Linked DNA regions of Gasterosteus aculeatus: region 2 is linked to region 1. The links are chromatin contacts, called in public Hi-C maps. All regions are on one chromosome and are shown on one strand. The core of a region is the stretch at or near the end of the contact, and the rest is flanking DNA. Distances in the headings are between cores, read along the strand shown.

What was found. Hi-C and Micro-C count contacts between places; a contact is called where the count stands out from the background.
Region 2: a contact with region 1 is called in a Hi-C map of tail fin, with 2.6 times the contacts expected there. The contact joins the promoter of mms22l here to the promoter of fbxl4 in region 1. A contact is called at or near these places in 2 of 6 Hi-C or Micro-C datasets (skeletal muscle and tail fin).

The regions. Positions count from the first base shown.
Region 1 is chr20:16,912,470-16,915,665 of fGasAcu3.hap1.1, reverse strand. It overlaps fbxl4 (F-box and leucine-rich repeat protein 4), which reads right to left and starts at 1,529. Exons shown (of 10, transcript XM_040165325.2): 1 at 917-1,529. The coding sequence starts at 986.
Region 2 is chr20:17,069,307-17,072,502 of fGasAcu3.hap1.1, reverse strand. It overlaps mms22l (MMS22-like, DNA repair protein), which reads right to left and starts at 1,496. Exons shown (of 26, transcript XM_040164224.2): 1 at 1,357-1,496; 2 at 783-996; 3 at 440-565; 4 at 156-208. The coding sequence starts at 955. LOC144382996 (neuroendocrine convertase 1-like) reads left to right here and starts at 1,612. Exons shown (of 10, transcript XM_078095446.1): 1 at 1,612-2,391.

The DNA.
Region 1 (3,196 bases), core at 280-2,779:
TGCAGGTAAGGCAGAGACAAACACAAGTTAGTACGACACGGCAGCAGGTCTGAGACACACCGGAGTACCGCTTATCTACTTCCCAGTGTTGGTTAAAGGGGGGCGAATGTGTGCCACCTAGATTAGAAGCTAAACCTAAATGGAAGCTTACCAAAACACACCCACATGTAAGATAATGGAAAGCAACAGATCCTGCTCTACTTTTGCTTTTAGGGCTGATTGATTGGAGTTGATCAGCTTTTAAGGCTTATTGAGAAGCGCACGGCGTCCTGCCAGAGGTGAACTAACTTACTGTCTCAGCGAGCTGGAATTATTGTGCATTGCCCAAGGTAACTGATAGGAAGCCTTAAAGCTCAAAGTATTTAGGTTTTTAGCAACATTTCACCAGATATTCCTATTTGAAGTGAATCAGCTGTACAATGTAAGGCTGCCTTACATGGACAACCTGTGATCCAGATGTAAACAAAAGGAAAAGCTCCACAGGACAGGGACCGCTGGTATCAGTCTCAAATAGATTGACAGGTCTTTGAAAATACTGGGCCAACATTAGCACATAGTTAAATCAAAGTGTGTCATGTTTGGGGATTAATGGTAAAGCCTTTGCATGAATGCTTGTATGTGCAGTGAAATAAAACAGCTCTGAAGGTAATGCTACGCGTAGCAAACAGCACATAGCCATTCGGCTGGTCCTTACCAAGTTGTCTTTATCAATGCTACTGAGAAATGGCTAGCCTGATTAGCATTACGTCAGTAAATGATGATCTCTGCTATCATTGTGACGGTGCGCAGAGGACAGGCGACCAGCTAGCGTTAGCTTACAGTAACTAGCGCTGGATACATTTTCATAACACCGTCGCTCCAGGTTAACGTCACTTTAAATTCATTTCGGTAGCAGAGGCATTAACGTTGCACTTACTTGTACTAGCGTTACCTCGAAGGAAAGTGTTGCTCTCTGAAGTGACGTGTTTCAACGAGGGGAGCTGCATCCGTACAGCTTATGTTGTTTGTTTAGCTAACGGTTAAGAAGCTGCCGTCCGTCAGCTAGCTAGCCAACGTTAGCTAGTTAGCCTATGGCAATTCAAACAAGCTCAGCTGTCAAAACATAAGCGTTAGCTTCCGTAGCTAGCTCTGCAGAATCGGGCAATCAAAGGGGGTGGCTCATAATTTAAATGTACGGGGAACGTAGATCGACATGTTCAGTCATGATGACCAATCCTCTTGTTCCCTTTTTAAAGGACATTTCAACAAACAACCACAAAAAAAACACATTCCTGCCGTTTACCTTGTGATGCCTTCCTGAACTATCGGATAATTCCACTACTCACCACACTCACATTATATCCAATCGTATCCACGATGACCTCCAAGGTTTCTGCGATATGTTTACAGTATCGAGTTAATAAGGGATTATGTTTACCGAACAAAGTGAATTTCGGCATATGTTGTTGTCGTCAGTAGGGATATAAGTGATCAATTCTGGAGAAGTTATCCAATTTATTGCACCGGTGTATAGATGACTGTCGTAATCTGTCTGAAGTTGGTGGAAGCCAGAAATTACGAGGGAACAGTAAAAGCCCCATCACTTCCGTCCAATAAATCAGCCATTTTTTAGGAAAGCTGTTAGTTTATTTAGTAGTGTTCTAACTATGGATGCATAATTAGTTCCTGATGGATGGATGGAGACTAGCACGATTATTTTCTTACATAGAGACGTTGGATATCTCTTTGTTCAAATGCAGTACAGTACAATATATATATATATATATATATATATATATATATATATATATATATATATATATATATATATATATATATATATATATATATCGATTGTGAGCTGACAATATACCAGATCAAAAGTCATTTTATGAAATGGCCAACAAAGCATGTGTATGAAAGGGTACACTATTATACCTATATATATATTATACCTATATATATATATATATATATATATATATATATATATATATATATATATATATATATATATATATATATATTTATATAGGTATAATAGTGTACCCTTTCTCTTCACAGTTGAGGTTGGTGGATTAGTGTTTCGTGGATATGTGACACATACTAAATCAGAACTAAACCTCTAAACTTTTAATTACAGACTGACTGAAGTGGATAATATTTGAGAATTTAAACAACATTATGGTTAAATATGTTTTCTTCAATAAGACAAGTTAACACGTTTAAAAGTTTTTATCAAACAGCTTTAATTTTTTGCACCTTCACATGGGGGACTTTTCTTTTAAAGTTACTGGGTTATTAACATGTGTAATTTTGATCAATTATGATAATGCTACAGTTAATTGTAGTACAAGTTAAACCATTTAAGATCATAACTATCACTTTTTTTGGAAGGAAAATTATTACTAAATAGAAAATAATTTCTATTTAGTATCAAGTGCGTCCTCATACACATGCTTGGTTGGCCATTTCATAAAATGACTTTTGATCTGGTATATTGTCAGCTCACAATCGATAAATCTAAGTTGACATGGAAGACAGAACTAAATCACAATTTCTCATGAAGCGCTACAGAAAATGGCTCAGAAAGTGTCTGTACGGTATTCATATTCAACAAATATCTGAATGTCTGTCCCTGTCAAAGTAGGGTTGTTGCGTTAAGAAGAAAATAAAATCCACAGTTTGATACCACAAGGTAGATAAGTAACAATAATGTAACAAGAACAGAATGAAAACTATTGTAGATTACAATAAAACTTATTGCAAATTTAGTGAATGGAAATCTGACCATGTGGAGTAAAGGAATGTTGCATATTGCATGGAATGTCTATAAATGATCCTGATGTTAATAAAGTACATTTATGCTATATCTTATGAGGAATCGCTTATATTATCGTTTATAGTGCAATAAAGTTAAATCCAAACTGCTCGAAACATCATGGAGGTACACACGGACAAAACATATTGTTATTGTAATATGAAATGAATTATACCAAAACCCTAAACCGACCTACAGATGATATTTATTTGATTTGAACGATGGACACTTATCATATGAAATACAACCACAAATTGTGTGTATGTTTTATTTTTATGTTAGTTAAACTGCCTCTAACATGGTTTGAAATCTTACATCAAAGTAAAGGACTGACCACATATAAATATTATATCTGATTGTCTGCAGCCGTCACAACTATACAACATACTCGTATGT
Region 2 (3,196 bases), core at 247-2,746, 160 kb before region 1:
TTGCATCATTGCGTCATTTTTCTAACTGATACTGTGACAGTTAAGACAAACTGTTCAATTGTTGTTTTTTCTCACCTTTTCTAGAAGAAATGGATGCTGAAAAGTAAAGGTCTGAGTATTTGCTACAGTGCAGATTACATAAAGCACAAACTTACCGAAGTCATGCGAGCTGGACTTCACCAAGGACTCCAGCCGGTAAACCTTTTGTCTGAAACATAACAAAAGAAAGACACTAAGACCAGTGATATGGATGTGAGTGACCCGTAGTGCATAGTATTTAAAACAGACAAAAAAGGGCTCTCCATTCTGTTATTAGCTTTGGGTGCCATTGAAAAATGCATTCAGATTAGGTTGATCCGCTTTTATGGCAACAAAAATTAACATCAAAACTGGGTTTGTTTTAAAAAGAAACCATAACCGATTTGACATCTCGGTTTACCTGAACAGACCAAAAAGAGGCTTTGTAGATTCCACCAATGCCATCTCCGTGACCCAGGGGAAGCCAAAGATCTCCACCGTGTCCGTCTCATAATCTGCCGGGGCCGGGTCAAGACGCAGCAGCAGCCTACCGAGCAGAGACAGTCAAATAAAAGTCATTAATTGAGGCTTTTCTTCTGCTCTCCTGTGACAAACGAGCACTACCGAGCTGACCGTGGAAAGGAATTCAATGCAGTTACTCGGAAAAACCCACAGACCTGTCAACAATTTTCAATGAGACGCATTCTCCGTCTCGATGCTTTGTGACCGACAGTGACAGACAGACAGGCAGACAGTGACTGTACCGTTTCAGGGAGCCTCTGGCGGCGTAGCCATCAGGGGCGAGCGCTGCTGAGGCTTCCTGCTGGGTCTCGGGGCAGCAGAAACACGGCGGTCGGGCTGGGGTCAGCTCACACAGGCTGCCTGATGCGAATGGAGACACTGGCGGGGTTAGGGATTGGCTGAAGTCGTCCTCCATGGTGCCGGTGAGCTGTCAGTAGCACCTTTAATGAAGAAAACCTTGGATTGAGACAACACACGTTAGCTTACACTTTGGCTAAACTAAAACATCTGGCAATCGATCTAGCCTTGATTCAAAACTAGTCAGTAGCCACATGCTAGCTAGATGTCAAAGCAGATATTTCACAATGCAACCCACAGTGTGTAAAATAACTGCTTTTTATTATAAAGTGTTAACTGTCTCCAGAACGTGTGTGTGTGTGTTTAAGTTATATTCGGTTCTTAAGGAAACGTCTGTGTTAAACTGTATAGCAACGTGAACTGATATCGTTATTAATACAACGACAGAAGCGTTTCAAACAGGGAAACCAAACACGGCGGCAACGAAAGACACGCGGCTGTTACGAGAAGTTTACAAACCGTTCGCTGGTTGAGTCGTGTACTATTCCGTAAAGCTAAAGCGAAGAGCGGAGGTTACGCGGTTGTCATGACTGCGTTGTTTAGGTTTTCGGTCTCTCCCGCGCGTCCATTGCGCGCGTGCGCACGCTCGCAGCGTGTCCAGTGATTGGACGGAAGTTGGGAGTGGGCGTGACCCCGCCGCGTCACCCCGAGAGGAAGCGAGCGGTGTCCCCGTTGCACGCTTCCTCCGCCGCACTAGCGGGCCATGTGGTGATGCGCTCTTTTTTTTTTTTTTTTACTATATTTTGCTTGTTTTAACGAATTTGTCGACTTTTTTTATGAAAGAGCAAAGAAAAATGTTCCAAAGTCACAGTGACGAGCTCTCTTTTTTTGCTTTACCCTCACTGGACTTTTATGTAGTTTAATTAGGCAAACGTTTGTTAATATGTTTATCTGGTCTTTGGTATCACATACACTCGGAGTTCAAGTTTGCTTAATTTGCATCAAATATATCTGATGTAGTATATATAGAAACTCACGCCAGGAGCACAGGTGCTTGTAAATTGTTTCACCTGCTCCTTGCCACGACTTATTTAGACCCGAAGTTACTTTGACCCTCACATTCTCACCGCGGGGCTCTCGACTAAATGAATACTAAATAACGCAGCGGTTCGAGTCGAATTTTATCCACGCTAACCCTAATTTCCATATGCAGATCTGTCTCTCCCTACAGTCCCCCTCGCCATCACACCGTTTCTTGCATTCTAATGCATTCTCGCATCTTTCCAAAACCCCCCCTTCGCCGTGGATGAGCTCGCTTTTGTCGACTTACGGGTCGTTATTTCTACACGTTTGACTTGCCCAGTGCGGAGAGGCGCTATCGGTGCGCTGTTTTGCATGCTCTAAATGTGCACGTTTTGATAGCCGGTAGTCAGCGGAGACAATAAAAATGAACGCGTCGGGAGATTCGTTCCTGTGCGATGCAGCGAAAACCCGCTCTGCCTTCAGCAGGAGACAGTCCGTCTGTGTGAGGGCTCTGTGGCCACCAACAGAAAGGTAAACGCTTACTCTTTTTTTTCCTATCACTGCAAAGCCATAGTAAATGGAGGGAGGTCTAAACACCCCCCCCGCTCCTTCAGGCAGTTTCCTAGCTTTGACGCACCATGTTGAGTAAATTGAGATTTACAGACATTCGATGATAGGAAACTTAATTAGACTTGATAAACGTAATTAAGTGCGTGACTACTGAGGTTTACGTGTGGGCGAGGGTTCTACAGAGACCGCATCCTCCCAAACGAGGACCCACTTTCAAGTACAATAATGGTCCGGAAAAATCCGACCACACAGGTGTCCATTTTCTCCCTGATTGGACCTCGTGCATGTTGTAGATGGGCGGAGCTAAAGTGAGGATACACCTGGTTCCTCACGAGACCTTTTGCCTTCCAACCATAATAATGGATCGTGGGCTATGGCCCCCACAGGACAGCTGCTGGGGGGGTTACACGGCATTTCTGCACAGTCAATGTAAAAAACAAACAAAAAGTGGGGTCCTGCTCTTGTGTATCACTATGCCCTTTTTACTGCTGTTTTTAATCGTATCCCAGCGACTTTTGCTACTTTTAACACATGCAAAAGCAGATCCCAACAAACAAGGTGCACCTCTTTTTAAATGTGATGAATCGCTGCCTGTTTGCATCTGGTTTGTCGACTCTTCAGTTCAACGGTGCATGTATCCCAATGTGGTAACGTGTTCCAGATTTTGGCAAAAAAAAAAAATCACCAAAGTCGTGAGGAAATTGTTTGATGCCGTTACTGTTTATTGTTTTAATTGGCGAGACAAAGAACGAGTTCTATCTTATTC